2 separate regions of the Mus musculus genome follow, and region 2 is linked to region 1. Evidence: chromatin contacts called from public HiChIP or PLAC-seq data. All regions are on one chromosome and are shown on one strand. The core of a region is the stretch at or near the end of the contact, and the rest is flanking DNA. Distances in the headings are between cores, read along the strand shown.

Region 1 (4,906 bases), core at 1,160-3,659:
TCATTTGGAATAACAAAAAAAAAAACAGGATATCAAAAACTATTCTCAAAAATAAAAGAACTTATGGGGGAATCACCATCCCTGACATCAAGGTGTATTACAAAGCAATTGTGATGATTAAAAAAAAAAATCTGTATGGTATTGGTACCGTGACTGACGATAGAGCAATGGAATAGAACTGAAGACCCAGAAATGAACCCACACACACACCTATGGTCACTTGATATTTGACAAAGGAGCTAAAACCATCCAGTGGAAAAAAGAGAGCATTTTTAACAAATCATGCTGGTTCAACTGGCGGTTAGCATGTAGAAAAATGCAAATCTACCCATTCTTATCTCCTTGTACAGAGCTCAAATCCAAGTGGATCAAGGACCTGCACATAAAACCAGATACACTGAAACTTACAGAGGAGAAAATGGGGAAGAGCCCAGAACACATGAGCACAGGGGAAATTTTCTTGAACAGAACACCAATGGCTTGTGCTGTAAGATCAAGAATCCACAAATGGGACCTCATAAAATCGCAAAGCTTCTCTAAGGCAAAACCACACCAGATTCTTATAAGGTTTCTTCAACGTTGTTCTATTTGTTCCCTGGAGTAGGTATAAAAGAATTTTAGAAATCCATTCCGTATGTAAAGAAACAAATATTCAAATATGTTTATGTTCATATATATATGTGTGTGTGTGTGTGTGTGTGTGTATAACACATACACATATATATATGTAATCTCAAGTTTTAATATTAGGGAGGCTTCAGTAGTCCTTGCTTGTTCTTTTTAAGACTCTGCCTTATCCAGACTAGCTTGATCATGTAGACCAAGTGGTATCCAGGCAAGACAGAAAAATATCAAGATCTTGTTTAGAGAAAACAAAAGACAAATCAAACCACTCAACTCTAGGTCCAGGACATAAGGAGCTCAGAGTAGAGCCCACGCCCAGCATCTATGAAGTCCTGGACTCCTACTCTTGATCTCTCAGCACTGCCAAACATTCTTAAAGCATCAAGCATAACACTCTACCACTGTTGGGTTGTAATATATATCATATGTGATATAGTGTGGTGGTGTCTATGTATGTGAGTGTGTAATATCACCAACAAAGTCCAAGAAATCAGAAGACCAGGGTAATGAAGTCTTCATGTTAGAGAAGGATACCTTTCTTATATCAAAAGTGTCTTGTTCAGACTAGGAGAAAGCTTTGAGTCAAACTGGGTTTCTTATCTGCAAGTGGATCACTGTATTTGATATAAGTACATTTACCATATAATATATAAGAATATATATTGGATATAAGTATAAATGTGATATTTTAACAACTAGAAGTTGGTGATTGGGAAATTTTGGATGATCAGAACCATTTTAAAACGTGAATCCAGAACTAGCAAGGAACTTCAGCTGGGTTTAGTCCCTTTCCCAATTACACACATACACACACACACACACACACACACACACACACACACACACACACAGAGAGAGAGAGAGAGAGAGAGAGAGAGAGAGAGAGAGAGAGAGAGAGAGAGAAACGTATGCCTCTTATTTACCTATTCACTTGAGGCCAAATGACATTTTAGGATTAAAAACCAATCTCAAATTCTAAAACATATATTAATAATTTAAACTTTATACTAAATTATCTTGGAACAGCTGTGACTCGAAATAATTTTTTTAAGGCTGGTTCTTCCATCCCAGATCAGGGCAGTCTCTAATTTAGTAAATAAACACTTTTGAAAATTGCAGTGCAACCTCTATTAATGTGATTTAAACCCTGTTGTGTGTTCTCCTGAGATATGCCAGATTAATGAATTATCTAAGCCTTGGTGGAAAATGACCTGTTCAAAATGAAAATAAAATTCATAACTAAAAGGAGCCAAAATAGCAAGCACTCATAATCCTTTAGCTAACAAGTAAGAGCAGTAGAAATAGGTCAAAGGGTAGGTCCTACTTATTATTTTAGATCATATTTCACCCTTATTTTTGAAGATTGTTAAAGAGTTTCCTTGACTTCTATTTGTTTTCCTAATAATATTCAAATTAAATTTTTTTGTTGTTGTTTTAATTTTCCTTCTTAGGCTTTGAATGGCATGTTTAGATGACTGGCCCAGTTCTGGTATTCTGAGTTTGTGCCAACAAAAATGTCAAGTGCATTTGCCTTTTAATTACATGCAGTGCCTACATTTTAATATTCCAGAGTTTTCCCTGAGGAAGAGACTTTTCTGATCCTGCCATTTGTGGGAGGGGAAAAAAAATACCAGTGACATTATCAGAGCTGTTTTTCCCTAGTGTCTCCTGCTACCCATGTTTATCACTTTACAAACGTTCACTTGAAAGTTATATTTAGTTGTTTGTGGCCTTCTTCACTGTAAATGTTCTGTGTGGATAGGATATAGCCCAGCATTTTACTTTCACTTCCCTCTCTTGTTTCCCAGTGATCATCAGCCACCCTGCTCGAGAGGCATCGCCTACTTCCATGTCTCAACACTAGGATAAGTGTTTAGAAGGTGTAAGCCCTTATTACTGACATATTCCTTGCCCATGCTCTCTTTACTATAAATATAGCCTCGTTCATTAGCCCTCCAACAGTACAGAACTATAGTATTTGGCATCCCCAAAGCGTGAAAGCAGAATTGTTATTGTCTCATTTGTTTTGTTACTTGAGGTAAGAAGATCAGTTTTTGTCAAGTAAGTGACTCCAATGCTCTAAGCTTCCTTCAATGCCAAATGCACACATGCAACAAAGCAGAGACACAAAGAGGAGGCTCCATCATCTAACCCCATATCACCTTCTTCTGACCCGTCTTCCCTCCTATGCAGAAATGACATGGTCACTGAGTGGCCTCTGCTGAATTATCTATTAGTGCCAGGGCCAAGAAGGTGGCAAAGTCAGTAAAGTGTTCACCACATATACCTGAATTCAGGTGCCTGTCTTATGTGTGAAAAGCTAAGCTCAGCAATGAACTCATCATGCCATCTCTGGTATCTTAGAGTTCTGTTGCAGTGAAGAAACATCATGACCATGGCAACTCTGATACAGGAAAGTGAATAAATAACTGGGGGCTTGCTTGTAGTTTGGGAGGTTAGTCCACTATCATTATGGAGTGGAGCATGGTGGCATGCATGTTGTTAGAGAGTTTACATATAGGTCCAAGAGCAGCAGCAGCAACAATGTGGGGGGAGGAGGGGGGAGAGAAACTGGGCCTGAGCTCACTCCTAGTAACAGAACTCCTTTGGCAAGGACACACCTCCCAATCTTTCTAATCCTTTCAAACAGCTCTGTTCCCAGGTGGCTAGGCTTTAGAATATAATAGCCTATGGGGATCATTGTTATTCAAATCCACCATTTCCATCCAGGTAAAGACAATAGGATAAGTTGGGCTTGTTAGCCAGGACCCTAGCCAAAAGCAAGAGCTTCAAGTTCAGTGTGAGACCACATCTTGCAAAAATAAGACATAGAGTGAGTAAAACATCCCATGTCAGGGACAAACACATACACTTATTTTGTACCAAAAGATACTGGTTTACTTGCACATATATGCAGTAAAATCTTATTCATGCGTTATAGGAAAATTATGACATGGTGTTTGAGGTGAGAGAATAAGGATATATAAAGTCTTGGATAAACCAAAGAACTTGATTAAAATCCACAATCTGGGGGCTAGGAGTATGGCTCAGTAGTAGAATACTTGCCCACCATACACAAGTACCTGTGTTTGAACCCCAGCACTGCAAATCAAATAAATACAATCTGTGATCTCAGCTGCTCTTCTGGATGTCCAGCTGATTATGTGCTCAGAGCATCTCTGTAGAATAGGCCCACTATGGGAGAAAACCATTTTATGTACATTGCTGAGCTTATAGCATCTACAAGCACCCAGTATTCTCAAAAAAGAAAGAGGTAAGGAGATAGAAAAAGGAAGGAAAGAGTGGGTGGAGAAAGGGGGCCAAATGATGGTTTAGTATTCTCTGCAGGGAAAACCTAAAGCTGTGATGTCCTTGAAGCTTTGATCTTTGGGCTGGCAATGGGAGTGCATAGTTTGAGATTTTCACATAAAGCTTGCAGAGATGGCCTGAATCCATTGGTACCTCCTGGCTCCTGGTACAAGTAGGTGCAAATTCTGTTTAAAAAGAAAGTATGATCAATTTAGGCCTGCAGGAGTCCCACAGACTAACTAAAGCAATTATAGCTTGATCAAAGGTCACCAGGCATTCTTGAAAGTAAGTCACTGTGAGAGTTTAGCGAAAAGAGAACTCAAATCCTCCCAGGACTGCAGTTATTGACTGTGGACTCAAAATATAAAATTGCTGCATGCAAAACACTTAGTGGAAAAAAGTATGAATCACAAATATTAACAAGATGTTGTCATCAGTAACTAAACAAAGAGCTATATTCCAACTGAACAGAATTTATAAGACAAAAATAATTGTCCAAATTTAAAAGTAACTGAATAGATGTGTCCATCCGCTGTATATTGCTGTGGCAGATACCCAAGAGAACAACATAGAGGGAGTGTTTATCTTGGCTCAGTACTTCAGAGGCTCTACCTCATGGTTCCTTAGCTCTGTTGCTCTTGGAGCTGTACACAATGAGCCAGGGAATGATGGACAGGGCATATGGTGGGCAAAGTGGACCACTCCTGATAGAAACAAACTGAGTGCAGCATACAAGACCAGTCCAGGAATGAGGTAAATCTTTCCAGGGACCTGTTTCCCATCAACCTGGCCCCACCTCCCAGTAATGATGTGGGAAGCCATTAATTAGGTCAGAGTCTTTATGTTTTAGGCAGACTATAGCCAGCTGGATTTCAAACTTTCAACAAATGAGCCTTCTTGGTGGGAAAGGGGAATGGGGAAGAAAGTATAGTGATAGACCTAGAAACAGAGTTGTAAAAGAGAGATTGTTTTT
Region 2 (4,906 bases), core at 1,629-4,128, 130 kb after region 1:
TAGCAACCAGATACTGCTAAAAACTGGAGATGGTTTCTCCTTCTCTGCCATCAGCCTTTCCTGAGTTTCTGAGCATCTTTATTGGTTCCCAATACTAATGACAAATGTCTGAAAGTAGAAAGAATTACAGCACCAAGTTCTCATGGCATCCTACCTTCCTGGATCTTGGGCTTCTACCTGCACTACTCGGGCAACTCATCAGCTCCTTACAGTCATGTTTAAAGGAGTCGAAGTTGCCCAGGGGATTTGGTAGGAGAGTTGGTCAAGTCCCCAAGCACCTTTTTTTCTGAACATTGGTTTGTTTGTGCTACTTGGACATTCTTTATATTGAGTTCTTTGTAAGTTTTGTGAAAATTCCATTTCGATTTACAGAAGATATATAGATTTCAAATGTTTGTGTCCAATCTATTATTCTTTTCCTGTAAGACTTCAAGTAATTCTTGAGAGCAAGTCTTCTAAATCCTCATTCACACTCATAATCTTTGGACTTTGGCTTTTTTATAATTAATTAATTAATTAATTAATTATTATTTTTTAACACTCCCTCTCACAATCCCTCCCTCACCACTTAACTTTGGATTTTTTTACATGTAAATTTATGTTTAAAATTTATCTTCATTTCATTTTCTTTCACGGGATGTTTTGAAACTATCTTTTCTTTCAGGTATTTAACAATAGTTAGTTAAATACATCTTTCTTCCTCACTGGCATGAAATTCTACCTTCTGCAAACTGGAAACTGTAATATACAGTCTCTTTACTTCTGAACTCCCATTGGTCTGACTTTGAGTAAGCCAATCGTTCCTGTTACTGACTGAACTTCAGTAATTCATTTTACCATGCTTCAGCTCAGAGATAGTAATGATTTGAGATAAGATGGCAGCAATGGCAATACAGGACAAGGTCAGAGGAGTGGCCTTGAGGACTGTCACTCATAGAGCTTGAGGGATTTGGAAGCTGTAGAAAATGTCTGTTCACATACAACTTTAGGCCTTCTGGCTTTGCACTCTCAAAGATGGGAGAGTCATTAATTTTATGATTGAGGATATAGGAGAAACAGATTCTGAGATACAAGAAGGATCTCTGTGTTAAAAGCAGAAGCAGGGACATACTGGATCTGTATAAATATCTGATGATATAGTGAATTCTTCTAGTGTTGGCTGCAAGGATAGAAACTTGAGTTATAAGTTAAAGATTTCAGATGAAATCCAGCATTGATTACATACCAAATAAACTTACTGCAGCACTAACTCTAAAAATGTATGATTTTTCAAGAGGCAGCCCTTTCCATATTCTAAAATCCTATGAAATATGCCAGGAGGCTACAAATAGTGTTTTCAGTCAAGTGAGAGGCCCAGACTTAGGTAAGAATGAGACAGAAGCTACATTTATCAAGCTTGGGAGATTTAGGGGACAAAAATGTTTCAAGGGATTACATAAAAGTTACTAGTGAAAATCACTTGAAGAATTTCCCACATTAACCCTAAGTTTGCCTAGAATGAAGGCTAGCAAATTGTTACAAGGGCTGAACATGACTCTGAAGAGCTTTAAGCATTTAGCATTTGGTAGATGCTCTATCATGATCAAGCAATTTGTCCAGAATCCAGCCTGAGAATGAACAACTTTTCATCATAGTTCATCTTTATCAACTTCAACCAATCTTCCTTTATTTATCTACAAAACATAGACAGTCTCACTTTAAATTGCAAGTATAACCTCTAAGATGATGTTTGAATTAAGTACAAAGAATAGGAAGCATAAAAATTTAAAACCAACCAACCAACCAAACAAACAAACAAACAAAACCCTAGCACCACCACAACAAAACTCCGATGTAAGGCAGAGGTGGTGACACATGCCTGTAATCCTAAGACAGAGGCAAGGAGGACTGGCATGTGTTTGAGCCCAGCCTGATATCCTAAGGAAAATTTTGTTTAAAAGAAACAAAAATCAAAATAAACAGAAAGATTGGTTTTGATGTATAAAAATTAGTTTCACAAGGTTTCTGTTATTTATTTATTTATTTATTTATTTATTTATTTATGGCTTTGAGCATTTTTCAACTTATGTTTAGATCATAAGAGCAAATTTATAGACTTCGGGGCTTGTGCAGTTTATTTATTTATGTTTTTAAATCTACATTTAAAAGGAGAGCTTCAAAGAGGAAGCAAACATTTAAATATATGTCTTATAAGTAGTTCTTTCTCTTCCTTTTTTCCTTTCTTCCTTTCTTCCTTCCTTCCTTTCTTCCTTCCTTCCTTCCTTCCTTTCTTTCTTTCTTTCTTTCTTTCTTTCTCTCTCTCTCTCTCTCTCTCTCTCTCTCTCTTTCTTTCTTTCTTTGGTTTTGTTGCTTTATTTTTATTTTATTTTATTAATTAATTTACTTTTGCTTTAAATACTTTCCTTCTCAGTGCAGAGACCAGAAAGTTCCCATCAATTTACTCTATTAATTCCTGAGTCACTTTTCATGTAACACCTCCTCCCTCCCTTTAAACTTCAGCAAAAATTTTAATGTGTAAAGATAAAAGGTGGTTTCTATGTGTCCTCAGAGTATCAGATTTCTAAAAACAGCTGACAACAGCTTCTTTTGTAACCAAGTTTAATGTAAAAGCACAATGAGTATGCAAAGCTAGAACCCAGATGCAGAGAGGCAACAAACTGATATAGTGCCATATTTAAGGTAAGACACTGTGCCTGCATTCTGGCCATGTCCAGTGTTCATGCCACAGGCCACTCTGTTTCATCACAATTTTGCCACTGCTGTGGATGCACAAGAACCAGCAACTTGCCAACCTCATTACTTTGGGTAGTGTCAGTTCAGACAAACACACCCCACCCCCATGTGTTTCTACTTCAGTGTCAGAAGGAAATGCAGCCGCAGGGAGAACAAAAAGAGCTTTACCCACTGTCTCCTGCCTATTCTCAAGTTCTTCCGCTGCTTGAGCTGTTTGCCCTGGGCTTGGCTTTCCTGTGACCTCCCTGCACCAGGTAGAAACTGAAGACCAGCTACTGCAGACAAGTACCTCCCCACCTTAGGGCTGTCCTACCCCGATTGGCTCCCATTTCACATTCTGCCTGTGTGGGCAATTATGAGCAAAGACAGAACGGTAGACAATTGACATCTAGAAACCACAAGGTCTTGTAAAAGATCAGGTCTATATACCACCGAAGACACAACAATGGCTTTATCTCTGGAAGAATTTGTCTACTCCCTTGACCTGAGGACCCTCCCCAGGGTCCTAGAAATCCAGTCAGGCATCTACTTTGAAGGTAAGTATTTTTCTAATTCTTTAATTTGATAGAATGTTCTTATAAAGTCTCTTGGAAATTTGTGGGAGAGGTTTTAGTAAGAAATACGTGGAAGGCTGTGTGTATAGTTCAGTGATTCGATACTTAGTTCAAACATATACACACCCAGCAAACAAAGTGCAAGTTGTCTGAAGGAAAGTTGAACACAGACACACACACACACACACACACACACACACACACACACACACACACATCCCAGCTGGTGAAGAAAGAAGAAACTAAGGCTTTAAGAAAGGTGGAGTGGAACTTTGTGAATTGCCATTTGCCATTTTTTTTCTTGGTAAGCATTCGACAAGTCTGCACAAAGGATGTTCTGTCTCTGCCCTACTCTTTGAAATTAATTGCCATCAGGTAAAAAAGTTTAATGTTGCTGACTATTGTTTTTAAACTATTAAAAACAGCAACATCAAAACAAAAACCCAAACACTATCAAGCTTGTTTTGTGTTTTGTTTCACCCAAAATGATTGCACCTATCAAGGGCACAGTCTTACAATGAATGCTGCCAAGTTCGGACTTCTAAGCTTGCCTTGTACTTGTAATCCTCTCTTCCTGCTCTACAAACTCCTTAAATGGTGGGAACTTTTATTTAAAGGTAAAGAAATTAGTGCCTATTGACTGTAGAGTATCTTTTAAGATTTGTGTTGAAAAGGTAAATTTTAATGAGGATTGTTGAATACTAAGCTGGTGAATTTTGGTGTAACTTACTGTAGTGTGTAAAATCCCCTAATATGAACGATACTAACATTTTAAAGTTAGTTTGGCCTGGATGGTGGTGGTACAGCTCTTTGATCCCAGCACTCAGGAGGCAGAGGCAGGTGGATTTCTATGAGTTCAAGCTAGCCTGGTCAACAGAGCAAATTCCAGGACAGCCAGTGCTACAGAAAGAAGCCCTGTCTCTAAACAAAACAAAACAAAACAAAACAAAACAAAACAAAACAAAACAAAACAAACCTTTTAAGTTTGGTTACATATAAGGTTCTCAAAATATTTCCTAGTTGGATATCAATTTTTGCTTACAAAAAGGGGAAAATTAAAGCCAATCAAAAAAAAACTGGGTCTAGTCAAATTACTAGGGAGAATGGTTGGCATGTGAGCTTTCCCACTCACAGTCTGTCCCATGGTTAGATTTCCAATTTTTGGACTTTTCACTGTAGTGGAATTGCACAAATCGTTCAGTTCTTTTTTCCATTTGAAGTACAATAGTCAATAAGTCATATGGAATATTAAACACTTGGTAACATAAAATAGGCATCTTGTCAAATGATTTCACTCACTGTGACTAGTACATGGTCTGCACACAATTAGGGTAGAGTAGGTTGAGCTGTGATTGTGCGGTGTTAGATGTATTGTATATATTTGAGAGTTTGGATGTTTTCAGTTCCCAGTGGGCTTTCGAGATGTAACCCTATCACAAATTAAAGAATATTTATTCAGTCTTACCTTACCAAAACAAAACAGGTTGACACATGCTACCTATATATTTACACACCCATAAGAGGTAATGGGTTGACAGTACTTGCTCTCAGATTATTATGAGGTTTTATGTAAGTTTTTGTGAATTGTTTGGGATCAGGTCGTCTTCTATCCTGTCTTC

The links. HiChIP or PLAC-seq counts read pairs in DNA pulled down with a chosen protein or histone mark.
Region 2: a contact with region 1 is called in an H3K4me3 HiChIP or PLAC-seq map of the SCID.adh cell line, with 14 read pairs. The contact joins the promoter of Themis here to the enhancer-like site in region 1. A contact is called at or near these places in 1 of 39 promoter capture datasets (embryonic stem cells), 2 of 15 datasets of contacts at CTCF or cohesin (CD8 T cells and the NIH/3T3 cell line), 2 of 115 datasets of contacts at active chromatin or transcription factors (CD8 T cells and the SCID.adh cell line) and 2 of 9 other capture datasets (adipose tissue and liver).

What each region holds. Positions count from the first base shown.
Region 1 is chr10:28,538,377-28,543,282 of GRCm38.p6, forward strand. All of the region lies in intron 13 of Ptprk (protein tyrosine phosphatase, receptor type, K), which reads left to right. Among named protein-coding and RNA genes, the nearest start is that of Themis, 130 kb to the right of the region's middle. Within about 2 kb of position 2,410, at least 14 of the 459 cell types and tissues checked have an H3K27ac peak or open chromatin away from gene starts, as enhancers often do. A contact at or near this core is called in the SCID.adh cell line, where this site is marked.
Region 2 is chr10:28,665,482-28,670,387 of GRCm38.p6, forward strand. It overlaps Themis (thymocyte selection associated), which reads left to right and starts at 2,879. Exons shown (of 6, transcript NM_178666.6): 1 at 2,879-3,269. The coding sequence starts at 3,179.